Linked DNA regions of Sus scrofa: region 2 is linked to region 1. A link is a contact called in public HiChIP or PLAC-seq data. All regions are on one chromosome and are shown on one strand. The core of a region is the stretch at or near the end of the contact, and the rest is flanking DNA. Distances in the headings are between cores, read along the strand shown. Region 1 holds the start of PSMA4 (proteasome subunit alpha 4). Region 2 holds the start of IREB2 (iron-responsive element binding protein 2).

Evidence for each region. HiChIP or PLAC-seq counts read pairs in DNA pulled down with a chosen protein or histone mark.
Region 2: an H3K27ac HiChIP or PLAC-seq map of alveolar macrophages shows a contact between it and region 1. The contact joins the promoter of IREB2 here to the promoter of PSMA4 in region 1. A contact is called at or near these places in 2 of 5 promoter capture datasets (fetal liver and liver), 9 of 47 Hi-C or Micro-C datasets (blood, epiblast stem cells, heart right ventricle and 3 more) and 1 of 2 datasets of contacts at active chromatin or transcription factors (alveolar macrophages).

The regions. Positions count from the first base shown.
Region 1 is chr7:47,446,157-47,453,046 of Sscrofa11.1, forward strand. It overlaps PSMA4 (proteasome subunit alpha 4), which reads right to left and starts at 2,443. Exons shown (of 9, transcript NM_001244468.1): 1 at 2,355-2,443; 2 at 965-990; 3 at 706-748; 4 at 256-418. The coding sequence starts at 967. It overlaps HYKK (hydroxylysine kinase), which reads right to left. Exons shown (of 6, transcript NM_001243547.1): 6 at 6,536-6,890. The coding sequence ends at 6,676.
Region 2 is chr7:47,526,827-47,533,716 of Sscrofa11.1, forward strand. It overlaps IREB2 (iron-responsive element binding protein 2), which reads right to left and starts at 2,373. Exons shown (of 23, transcript NM_001167781.1): 1 at 2,276-2,373; 2 at 763-852. The coding sequence starts at 2,294.

The sequences.
Region 1 (6,890 bases), core at 1,193-3,692:
TTAACCCAAAGTAGCATGGCTACCAAGCCTGTACTCTTATCATCGTATAACAGTGTTTCTACACTAAGTACTTGTCCCTGCATTTAAAAAGAATAACAAATGGTCCTAGGCCCCAAGGAACTTTTAAGCAAATAAAGTAATAGCAAATATTTTCAAAAGTAAAAACCCCACAAACTGCTCAACTCTACCATGTCGCATGAACAGACCTCTCAAAGTATGTGAGATATTTTAAACTCTCCTTTAGATTTCACTTACTCATTCAGTTTATAAATTTTTTCAGAAAAAAAGACTTCATCAAGAAGCTTGTGGATGTTGCGCCTCTCTGCTGCAAGCAAAACACCATCATTTGCTAAAATTCCCAAACAGGTGCCTGCATGTCCAATAGCTTCCATGGCATATTCAACTTGGTACAAGCGACCTACAAAACACAAGCAGTGAGAAAACATGACTCTCCTCCTTGCTCCTGAACCACTGGTCAAAGGAGAATCAGCAACAACACTGGAGGACTACAAATAAAGCCCCACTTTGACTCACTGCCCTATGATGCATGTAATCAAGTTGGTGACCATAATTACTTCAAAGTACAAAAAGGATGAACAAGACAGTAAATATTTAAAAGAGTCTATAGATTTTTCCCTCCCCTAAAATTCACTTAAATTTTTTGTTCATTTGTTTTTGAGACAGATTAGAAAATTTATATTTTACCTTCTGGAGAAAATATAGTGGTCCTGGAATCATATCTTCGAGACTGCAAAGGAAAAATAAATAAGTGATTCCTACCCAATAAAAGGAAGCAAAGCCCACAAATCATCTTGTAGAATATGCCATGGTACACAAAATTCAGAGTGTGGGAGGAAACTGATAAGACATCATTCTATTTCAATTTTCTCATCCAAGTCTGTAAGCTGAGTACAAGCAATACAATTCATTAGGCAACAGCTCATTGACATGTGTATTAACTCACCATATTTCCTGAACTTTATTTAATTCCTGTAAAAAGAAAATAGGATAATTATTAAAATGAAACTTTAAAAAGCACCACTTGACGTAAAAAAAAAAACCTGTTTTGTTCACTCCCTTCTCTCAGCCAGCATTTATGATGCACCAGGCACTATGGCAAATGCTGGAATACCAGAGTAGTTAAGACCAATCTCTTTCCTGAAGAGCTTGCAGACTGGCAGTGAGGTGAGGCAGACAGACAAAGAGGGACAATCATAACAACAATGTCAAAACAGAGGCACTAAGGGTACAGTGCGGAGGGGATGGAGAAAATCAATAAAGTATTTTTTTGTGAAACAAATACAGAAAATGATCCCAAATTAGAGATGGGAGAGGCAGAAACAAAACTGAGAACACTGAGGTCTAAGAAGAATAGGGGAAGAAAGAAGGGCAGGGCACTCAAGGAGAAGAGAAAGCCTGAGCAAAGGGCACGGTGGCAGGTTAGCTCAATGGGAGAAATACACTCCTGAAGTTAAAAAAGTAATATGAAAAAAAGGAGAGAATTAAGCAAGTATCCAGATCATGTAGAGCTCTGAATGTCAAGCTATGAGTCTTAGGCTTCTCCAGAAAATGATACGGGGTCCTGAACTCCGAAGGGCAGGAAAGGGGCGGTAATCTATGGCATCACTACCATTCCCGTAAGAGACACACTGGGGCTAAGAGTGATTTGGTGTAAAAGCCCAATTTCGGACTTCAGAGCCAATCTTCCCAAATACTGGAGTACCGGGAATTAGGAATGGAAAGACAAGCAGGGATAAGGGCCTGAAGGGCCACGTGCCTAGGTAAGAACTAAAACCATGAATTTTCTGTCTTAAGCAAAGGAGCTCCACCGAAAGATGCTGGGCCAAAGAGCCACAGGAGCACTGCAGGAAGATCACTCTGGCTGGTAAACGCTGGGGCAGGGTAAGCAGTTGTGAGGCTGCTGCAACAGGCAGGTGAAGGGAGGGCAGAGGAGATCCGTCAGAGTTCTGATTCGCGCGAGAACACAACTTTCTCATCTCCACGCCTGACGCCGGACACCGGCCCCACGAGAGTTCACTCGCACCCCCTAGCCAGCAAAGCTAACTTCCACGTACTGACTCTTCCAGGGGCGGCCCTGCCCACCAGCCCAAGCCCACCCCACCGCTGGCGCGTCCCTGGCCCCGCTGTGCCAGCTCCATGCAAGAAAGCTCGACGCGGCCGCCTGGGGCCAGTCCCGCGGCCGGTGCGCCTCGGAGAAGGCGGTGCAGAGTCATCGTGCCCACGGTTCCCCAGCGGCCGCTGCAGGCCGGGACTCGCTCTGCGGTAACGCCCACGGCCCCCGCCCACGGGGTGAACGGCAAAGCTCCGCGGAAGCCCAGGGGGCAAAGGCTTACCGAAGGGAGGACTGTGAAGAGCCGAGACCTACACCGAGGACCCTTCTCCGAGGGTGAAAACCCACCGCCGCTGCGCGTGAATCCGCCGCTAATATGGCCCCCGCGCGTGCGCAGAACCACCGGGGGCGGGGCAGCGGAAGATGCGGAAGTTCTTCTGGGAGGCAGAGCCAGAACCAGAGCAGGTGGCCTTCGTGGGAGCTGGGGCGTTGGGGTGCGACTGGCGTGGCTGGGATCCTGAGCCAGCAGATGGGGCACTATAGCATGGGAAGGCGAGCAGAAACACCCTGGCCAAGTCGGAGGTGGAGTTGTGGCTAAACTCCGTTTTTCACGCTGTGGGCTCTATTTTTACTTTCACTTTCTCTTGTGCGCTAAGTCGTAGACCTGGAAGAGCAATGGCGTGGGACCGCCTATTAAATTGCTTACTATTCCTGCCCTGTTCTCCTAATGGGCCCAAGCAAATCAGACGTTACCCTTAACCCTGCTTCTTCTCATCTCCCTTCTTGAATCTTTCTTCCACTTTTATTGCTGTTTATTCCACTTTATTCCACTTTTATATGCATTTTTGGGTATATAAAGCAAATTATAATGGGGCTTACAGCTTTGGGAGAAACTTTACCTTAATCTCCTCCTCTGCCTTTCACCTGGTCAGAAAGGCAACCTGACCAACCTGGTGAAAGTAATACCCTACCGTCACCACACATACACATTATCTTCTATACAGAGATTATGTTTGTTTATGTGTTCATTATCCATCTCTCCTTTCCACCCTTTTTTTCATCTGGCTTCGATCCCTAGATAAACTATTCATGGTTTAAGTTTCTTGACTAGACGTTAATGCTAGGTTATTTGCTCACAGTTTCCTCCAAGGGGAGGTTCTCAGGGCAGGGACTTTGTCCTCTTTAGGTTGGGTAAAAAATTATTATTGGGAGTTCCTTTCATGGCTCAGCGATTAACAAACTCCACTAGGATCCGTGAGGATGCGGGTTCTACCCCGGACCTCAAAAAGTGGGTTAAGGATCCGGCATTCCTGTGAGCTGTGGTGTAAGTCGTAGACGTGGCTTGGGTCCCTGTTGTGGCTGTTGGTGTAGACCCTCAGCTGAAGCTCCAATTCTACCCCTAGCCTGGGGACTTCCATATACCGTTGGTGCAGCCCTAAAAAGAAAAGAAAGAAAAGAAAGAAAAAAAAGAAGAGGGATCGGTTGAGATTAAAAAAGCAGAAGTAAAAAATAATTTTGACAAGTTTAGGTGACAGAGTAGTTCCAAATGAAGAAGTCAATAATGGAGTAAAGCAGGAAAGGCATTTTGAGCCAGACTGTAGAATGCCTTCAATGCTAGAACTTTTTCTGTAGGTAATGGGAAAAGAGGATTAAAGTGATGTTTTAGGATGATAAAGCCTCATGATCTCCCATGAGGGCATCAGTCTCATAACAGTACTACTTTCATGGGTTTGTTGTGGAGATGAGATGAGATAATACATGTAAAGTACTGTGATATAATATGAAATCTGTTTAGTCTTTTTGTCCCCAGTTCTAGCACAAAGCTTCTAAATCTCATGTCATTTCCTGGCTGGTAGAAGAGGAGTGTCTTTCATTGGTTTGTTTTAGGGCCGCACCGGTGGCATATGAAAGTTCCCAGACTAGGGGTCGAATCGGAGCTGTTAGCTGCTGGCCTACACCACAGCCACAGCAACTCAGCATCCCTGAGCAAAGCCAGGGATTGAACCGGAGTCTTCATGGATAGTAGTTGGGTTTATTCCTGCTAAGCTGAGCCACAACGGGAAGCCAAGGAGTGTCTTTTTTATTCATAATAAGCCCCTTTCAGCTACACCTGAATTTATGCTAACAGAGGTGACTCTTCGAGGATGGGGACTGACTGTCAGAGGAACCAACCAAGTGAATAGAGGGCTGAAACTTTTAGTCTTACCCGCCCCCACCCTCTGGGGAGGGGAGATGGGAGGGAAGTTGATTCGATCACCAATGAAGCCTCCATAAAAACCCTAACCAGAGGGATTGAGAGAGCTTCTGGGTTGGTGAGCACATCCATCCACATGCTGGTAGCATGGTGCACCCTGACTCCACAGAGACAGAAGCATCTGGGCTTTCAACCTTTCTGGACCTCATGTTACATACTTTTCCTCTGGCTGTTACCCCTTATAATAAACTAATAAACTTTTTCCTTGAGTTCTGTGGGCGCTTCTGGCAAATATATCAAATGTGAGGAGGAAGTCCTGGGAACCCCCAAATTACAGCCAGTGGATCAAAAGTACAACCTAGGACTTGAGGCTGGCATCTGAAGTAGAGGCATTTTTGTGGGACTGAGCTCTTAACCTGGGGGTCTGCTCTAACGCCAGGAGTGTCAGAATTGTTCAATGTGCATGAAAACCCCACACATTTAGTGTCAGAAGTGTTGTGAGAGTGGAGAGAAAGTTTCTTTGAAAGAAACTGAGTACTTAGTACTCAGTAAATGTTGGTTTTTTATTATCTATTGTTAAACAGTAGGGCCTGAAGGACAAGGATTATGATCATCATTTACTGTTCTAAAATTCTGAATCCTAAGAATCAGATCACTGGTTGAATATGAGAGAGGCAAGTAGGAAACTACTGCAGTTTTTTGAGTTTGGATAACCTGATTCATTCATTTCGTAAATATTTATTCTTTTCAGTGTGCCGAGCCCTGTGCTAAAAACTTTGCATTAATCTCTATGAAATCCTCACAACTAACTCTCTGAGACTGGTACCACAGGCACTATGTAAGACAGATCCTACTTCACCTTTATAGATAAGAAAATAGAGGCACAGAGAAGTTAAAGGTGAATAGCAGAATGATGCAAGTGAATGACAGAAGACCATTCAGAGAGACCTAGTTTGGGGAGTATAGATAGTTCTGTAGGTAGGTGGGTAGGTGGAGAGACATACAGTCAATATGCACTCATGTATGTTGAGAGAGAGAACTACTGAGAAGGTATTTGAATGAGCAGGGTTCTAGACTTGCGTCATCCACAGAGAATGGATAATGAAAATGACAAGAATGGGAATTCCCGTCATGCCTCAGCAGAAACAAATCTGACTAGTATCCATGAGGTTGCAGGTTCGATCTCTGGCCTCACTCAGTGGGTTAAGGATCCGATGTTGCAGTGAGCTGTGGTGTAGGTTGCAGATGCGGCTCAGATCTGGCGGGCGTGGCTGTGGCTGTGGTGTAGGCTGGAGGCTACAGCTCCGATTTAACCTCTAGACTGGGAACCTCCATATGCTGCAGGTGTGGCCCTAAAAAGATAAATAAATAATTAAATAATGAAAATAAAATGTCAAGAATGAGTAAACAGCTATTTACTAAATCATACTAAGGGGGCATGAAGAGAAACCAGCAAAGGAAATACAGTAGTATGATTAAAGTCAAGTATACATGGGCTATGTTCATCAGTATTACGTATTCATATGAAAAGAAACATAATAGGAGAAAATTTTAAAATATCTGCTTAGGGACTTTCTTGGTATTGACTTGAAAACTACTGAGGTAACTCAGGAGTTAGTGGCTTGCCTGGGGGTCTTATTTGCTTCCTTGCGGTTCCAGTATATTCTGGCATCTATCTCTGGGGTCCCAGTTTCAACTGCCCTCTCAAACAAGTTAAAGCTTTTTCTTATGAATACCATCTGTGTTTCCTCCTAAGGCATCTTAGTGTGTGCCTTATTTTCTCCAGCCTTTCTTCTAGCATACATTAATTTTGCAAATATTTTTAAAGACCATAGGACAGTCACTATATCAGATGCAAGAGATGAAAGACAAAAGTTTTACAAAGTTTCTACCATCACATATCTTAGGCTAGATGACTGTACAGTCACAATCCATGATACCAAGTGATGTGCCATAAGGTAGACAGGGTACAAAGTGATTCTGGAGAATGAAGAGATGGGAGAAGGCTTCACAGAGTTGACGTTAGGTTAACTAGGTCTATATGTTAATCCAGTTATTTTATATGTGTGTGTGTGTGTGTGTGTGTGTATAATGACTCTGAAACTTTCAAAGTTTAAAAAAAAATGATTGATTTTGGAGCTAGAGTATACCTTGAGAGATTATCTGATTCAGAATAACACTGCCTGTTTAAAACACAAGGCAAGCGAGACCCATAGAAAGAAATCCTTGCTCAAGGAGTACTTTCTTAGGTTTCAAAAATGGTCATAAACTTGCTGGAAGACCTTAGTGGTTTAATGTGCATTGATCTGTACAATCAGTTCATTTTTAACTGTGCAGGGAAAATCTTTAGGGAATTAGAGTTAGTCCTCCTGGTTTTTAATTACCCAAGTTAATGTGAACTTTTATGTAGTCAGATGGAAATCCCAGAGGCATAGGATTTGGCAGTTTCAAACCAGATTTCCTCTACAGCTTTCTGGCCCATGTCAAACATTTGCTGTAAGTGCTTCCACCCGGTTTTTGCAGTAATCATGAGATATTCTTCATTCTCTGGGTATAGCTGACAAGAATATGCAGCTATGACAAGGGACTGACAAAAACGACCACATACAAGTAGAAACAAAGCAC
Region 2 (6,890 bases), core at 1,123-3,622, 81 kb after region 1:
TAGACTTCAGTGAAAGGTTTGATCCTGATTAGGCGCCTGCAAAGGTCTGCCAAGAGTTCTGGTGCACAAGCCTGGGCAAATCAGGCCCTGGTGAACAACTCAAACCAGTGGGCCCTGTTGATGATTCCTATTCAAAGGATAGCAGATCAAGAACTGTGGGCACTAGAGTTCCCGTTGTGGCACAGTGGTTAATGAATCCGACTAGGAACCATGAGGTTGCGGGTTCCATCCCTGGCCTTGCATTGCCGTGAACTGTGGTGTGGGTCATAGACGTGGCTCGGATCCCGCGTTGCTGTGGCTCTGGTGTAAGCTGGCAGCTCCAGCTCCGATTAGACCCCTAGCCTGGGAACGTCCATATGCGCAGGAGCGGCCCAAGAAATGGCAAAAAGACCAAAAAAAAAAAAAAAAAAAAAAAAAAAGAACTGTGGGCATTGTTCACTTGAAGAATTAAAATATACATTTAATAGCTCTAAAATATCACCAGTCAGGTTTCTGTTGTTTTTTAAAATTGTATTAGTAGTTTCTTTGGGGGGAAAAATCATTACTACATTAACTTAGAGTCTAAATGAGAAGTAAGGTATGGGCTTACATCTTCCTCAAATAAAAGCTGTCCCAAGAAGAGTGTTTAAAATGTTACATATATGTGTAGATGTACTGCTACAACATGGTGGAAATAAATTTACAATTTCTTCAACTCAGCTCAACCACTGCATTTTTATTATTAGAATCTAAACAAACCCAAGAAAATTTAGGCAACATTACCATACTTGGTGCCTCCAAGTCTAGGTACATTGAAGAACTTCTTATGTGAACTGTCATTTAATGTTTCAATAAGGTACTCAAAGGCATATCCTGAAAAAAAAATTATACTTCCATTAAACACAGATACAAAGGACCTTTATTCAAACAAAAAATAGCTAGAAATCAGCTTTGTCCAATAAAATTTTCTGCAGTGGTCCAAAAGTTCAATTCTTTGCACTGTCTATCAAGGTAGCCATTAGCCACATGTGGCTATTAAGCACTTGAAATATGGTTACAATGAACAGAGTTTTAAATTTTAATTAATTTAAATCGTTACATGTAGCTAGCGTCCACTGTATTGGATAGTATAACTCTAAACCATGACTCTTCTCGAATTAAAAACTGGTAAAATAACTCTTGAAATGTGATAACAAAGAATACCTAGAAAGGGACAATAAGAATTATTTATAAGAAGTATAGGTATATTTTGTGAAGACCTGCGTAAATACAGACAGGACAATTTGAGAACCGTCACAACTATAAGAATTTTTTTAAAAAAATAATCAAAAGACAGATTTTTACACTGTAGTCAACAACGTGAACAAAATCAAAACCAAACCAAAACAACTTATCAGGTCAGACCTTAATAGGTCTTAAGACTAAGGGTAAAGGTGAAAAACAAAACATCTGGGTATATTAGCATGTCTTCCTGGTTTTGCATGAATTGACGCTTAACTACAAAGACCCAGGGGTCTCCTGCGAATGTACCCCAACTCCTACATTCTTGAAGTAGTGGGGAGGCAGCCTTGAGGTTAAAGAACATTCAGAGCTTTTGTGCAGACTCATTGCGGTGGGTGGGCAGGACCCTCAACATTGTTCGGACCTTGCTCGGAAATGAGAAGCAATAAGCAGAGCTCACTTTGGGGGAATACTAAATGTTTTTCCTCTTTTTTATTGAGGAGGAAGCTAAGAAGGTGGTTGGGGGTAGGGGGGCGGCGGAGGAGACCCAGAGCTGCAATAAATGGTCTGGGAACTGATTAACCAGTGTTCGGCCTTGACCGCCCCCCACTCCGCTTCCAGAGGCAAAGAGAGAGGGAGTGACTTGAGGCTGGACAGCGGAATAAACAACTATCTGCGAGAGACCCAACCAAGGAGACGCCGGCCCCCACCCTCATCTCTTACAAATGGGGGGCGGGGAGAGGACGAAAGTGGGCCTCTCCCTGACCGTAGTGCTAAGTGAGGAGTACCAAAAGACTCTGGAAGGGGCCAACAGGCTGACGCCGCCACTGGTCGAGGCCAGCGGCGGAGCGGACGGGCCTGATGGGGTCACGCTGCGGGGCGAGGGCGGCGAGGCCGGGCTCTCGGGGCCTGGAAGCAGAGAGTGAGGCCCATCAGGCAGGCCTTAAGGGAGCAGGACCTGAGCCCAGAGGGCCCGGGAGCCGGCCGAGTGACTCCAGGCGAGAAGCAAAGGACCCGGAGCCCGGGAAGCGCGCGTCTCCAGCTGCCACATCCCAGGGGGCGGACTGAAACTAACCTGCACTTGGGGCGTCCATCGCCGGAGACCATATTATCCCTGCGGGGAGGGGGCCCGCGGGGTAAGGAGGGGGAGGCCGGGCGGGGAAAAAGGGGAGGAAGGCAGGCGGACCCGCAAGGGAAGAAGGAAAAGAGCAGTCTCGCGCAAACACCGCGAGAGCCGCAGAGTCGACCCCAGGTCTAGGTCTGAGCTCGCGGGATTTGCCGCCCAACTCTCGCGAGATCATCGGACGTGGAGACAAAGAAAGAGAAGGGGCGGAGCCAGCGAGAAGGCGATTTTTTGCGCCTGCGTCCCTGTTCTCGCGATCGGACGCTAAGGCTGGAGCGGCTGTATCTTCCACGGCACTAGCTTGGCCCTCCTAGCGATCCGTTACTAAGTTGCGGCTTCAAATATCTAATTGAGGTTGTGAGATCCAGCGGTGCAAGGGCTCCAGCGGGATATCCAGCGGTGTGGGGGAGGGAGGAGTCAGAATTGCTACTCCTAGGAAAAACAGCCTAAGGCGAACCCCTTTCACCAGAAGATAGTCTCAGGCTAAACCTGTCGTATGTGTGGCCTGCACGCGTGTTCTTGGAGAGGGTGACCGGACTGATCTGGCATGTAGGAAGCGCTCTAATTGTTGAATGAATTTTCCTTTCACCCCTGTAGCTTCATTCTCTCCTTTTCCACACACTCCTTCCCATGGGCAGTTAATCATGCTAAAGTCTCCATCCCGCCTCCGCCTCCGCTCCTCTAGTACCTGCGTTCTCTGCCGCCTTATCTCCTGTTGGCAGCCAGCTTTCCAGAGAGCGCTGGTTGCGCTCTCCCTTCCCCTCCCACTCCTTATCCCTCTCCAGTCTGCTTTCCACCCGCTAGAAACACCTCTGGTCAAGGACAGCCATAACCCCATTCGCTAATCACACGTTTCTCAATCCTTATTCTCCTTGATCTCTGCCCTTGTTGAGAAATATTCTTCCATCAGTTTTTGTGACCTCAGATGCTACTTGTTTTTCTTCCTATCCTTAAGGGTGCTCCGTCTCAGTCTCATTTGCAGGCCCCTCTTCCTCTGCCCAGCCATTCAATGTACTGGTATTAAATATATCCCAGGGCTCTGGCCTTGCACTGTTTTCCCGGCGCATCTCACTCTCTCCTTTGGCTTCAGTTATTAGTTATATGTTCTTATTTACCAGTCTACCTCCAACCCAAACACATCTCCTAAGCCCAGAGGTGTCCCTGAAACCCAAACACATCCCCTAAGCCCATAGTTGTATATTCTAGTACCTATTGGATGACTCCATATCTCACAGGCACCCCAGACTCAAAATCTCCAAAACAGAAGTCATCATTTTCCCCTTAAAACCCTTTACTCCTTTAGTATTGCCTGTATCAATGAATGGCACCACCAACCCCTAAGTTACCCATGCCAGACACAGACACACCATTTTTCTCTCTCTCTTTTTGGCAGTGTCTGTGGCTTGCAGAAATCTCTGGGCCAGAGATCAAACCTGCGCTACAGCAGCGAACCCAAGCCCCAGCAGTGACAACGTGGGATCCTTAATCTCAAGGCCACCAGGGAACTCCCACAGAGACATCATTCTTGATCCTGTACCCTCTACCCTAATCACTAACCCAACAAGCCTTGCTGAAGCAAACCCCAGTATAGTTCCTCTATTTATGTGCCTTTCTAACCATTCCCTCGGCCACCACCCAGGTCTAGATTTGAACATATCCTGTCTAGATGACTGACAGTCTTCTCAAAAAGACCCTGGGACATGAGTACTACTGTAATTGTCATTTTCATGATAATGAGACTGAAACTCTGCGAGGTTAAGAAACTTACACAACATTGCTCAGCTACCAAGTGACTGAGTCAGGGTTCTCTCTGGTATCTCATACCTATTGTTTGTACCTTTTCAGGAAACTTCCTTTAGGCAGAATCACTTCTCCGTCACGCTGTAGTGTCTCACTTGCTGTTCTTCCTTTGTGGAACACTGTGCTGTGCCCTGTCCTGCTACTACTCAGTCTTCAGGCCTTAGTCCAGATATTTCCTAAAGAAAATACAACTCCACAACCCCCAGTTTGGCTTGGGAATATGATGAAATGCTTCCTTATCTTCCTATATATTTCAATTAGAGCACTTGATTGTAATTGCCCACTTACTGTATTCTCCATATCTTTGTTAGATGCTTGTAGTTGCATGCAAGAGAATACCCAACCAATGGGAGCTTAAATAATACAGATCTGTAATTATCTCACACGATAATGTCCATAGTAGGCAGATCCAGGGTTACTGCAACAAGATCAATAACACCATCAAAGACCCAGGCACATTCCTTATTTTGGCCCCATGCTCCTCAACATATTAATTTTCCTTCCTCAGACTTGCTGCCTCCCGGTTGCAAGATGACTGCATCATACAGAAAAATTATGTTGTCTTACAACTTCCAAAAGAGGAAGGGAAAGTGGTGCAGAGCGCCCCCCGCCGTCTTTTTAAATCAGAGAAGAAAATATTTTCCTAAAGATCCTCCACACACCTCTTACTGACCAGAAGTTAGACCAGTAGTTCTCTACCCTAGCAAACCCAATACCCTCTTCCTACAACGTACAATTTATAATGTCTCCTTTACTATCCTGGCATGAATTTCACAGATAATATAACCCATACAAAGCAATAAAATAATCTATATAATGCCCTAGCTGTAATGTAAAGGAGAAATAAAAGTAAAGTAATTGATTAGAAAATAATACGTGTTATAATATGCAGGTGCACAGGCACATCTACAACTGCATGACATGATGTAATCAGATGCCTGCATCTACTTATGATTTTACAGAAAATAATATATTCAGCCGAATGTAGTCAATGCTTTTTATTTATATTTGACAGTTCAAAATAAGGACTAGGATTTCCCGTCGTGGCTCAGTGGTTAATGAATCCGACTAGGAACCATAGGTTGCAGGTTCGATCCCTAGACTTGCTTAGTGGGTTAAGGATCTGGCATTGCCGTGAGCTATGGTGTAGGTCGCAGATTCGGCTCAGATCCAGCATTGCTGTGGCTCTGGCATAGGCCAGCAGCAAAAGCTCTGATTAGACACCTAGGCTGGGAACCTCATATGCCATGGGTGTGGCCCTAGAAAAGACCAAAAAAAGACAAAAAATAAAAAATAAAAAAAAAGCAAAATAAGGACTAAAAGCATGTTATGCAAAAATTTACATCACAAATGCATGTATATAACAAATGATCTATGTGCATTTGTATCATGAATGACTAGGTTATATGGAGGCTAATGAAATATATTGGTGACTCAAGTATCATTGGAAGCCTCGTTGTTGATTTTCTGGAACAGTGACTAATTCTTGGCAAAGTTCTAAACCAAACAAAATAGCCATCTTTCCTCTTTTTACATGATATTTGCTTTGCTGGAACATATATATTAAAACCATACACAAATTATATTTTCATTTATTTCCAAATGGGATTAAGTTCTAGGTTCAGGTAAATAGAAACATGTTTGTTGTTACTGTTTTTATGTCTGTGTGTGTGTTATCTACCTGAATATCTGGCAGCATGTTCACTGGAGGAGGCTGATTCTTTGCCATGAAATTCTGTCCTATGGAATGAAGGTGATCTCATATCCATTAAATGCCAAAAGTGCTCCCCTCCCATGGTGACAACCAAAAACACTCTATTATCTTCTTCTTGAGATTTAACTTACCCATTTAAAAAAATTTTTAGGAGTTCCCATCATGCGTGGCACAGCAGACATGAATCCAACTAGGAACCATGAGGTTTCGGGTTCAATCCCTGGCCTTGCTCAGTGGATTAAGGATCCGGTGTTGCCATGAGCTAGGGCATAGGTCACAGACACGGCTTGGATCTGGTGTGGCTGTGGCTGTGGCTGTGGCGTAGGCCAGCAGCTGTAGCTCTGAGTGGACCCTTAGCCTGGGAACCTCCATATGCCGTGGGTGCAGCCATGAAAAGCAAAAAAACCCCCCCAAAACAAAAAACTTTTTCTTCTGTGATTTATAGACTTACAAGGAGTTCTAATAGAGCTCCCATATTAACTCCTCACCCAGTCTTCTGCAGTGTAAAATAGTACACTATCAAAATGAGGAAATTGACATTTACACAATCTTTCAACCTTACACTGATTTCAGCAGTTTTATAAGCACTGGTTCATAGGAGGCATGTGTGTATGGAATTCTATGTGATTTTATCCCATGTGTAGATTCGTATCACCACCACCACAATGAAGCTATAGAACATTTCCAAGGATCCTGCATGTTGTCCTTGTATGACCACATCCACCTTCCTCCTAGGCTATACTCTGCCATCTCCTAACCCCTGGTCATCACTGATCTGTTCTCCATTTCTATAATTTTGACATTTCGAGAATGTTATACAAATGAAATCATTCTGTATGTAACTTTGGGGGACTGGCTTTTTTCACTGAACATCATTCCCTGGGGATCCAACCAGGTTGTTGTATGACTAGTTGGTTCCTTTTTATTGCTGAGTAACATTCCACAATATGGTTGTATTACAGTTTGTTCAACCATCACTGAAAATATTTGGGTTGACTTCAGTTTGGGGCTATTACGAATAAAGCTGCTATAAACATTCATGTACAGGTTTTT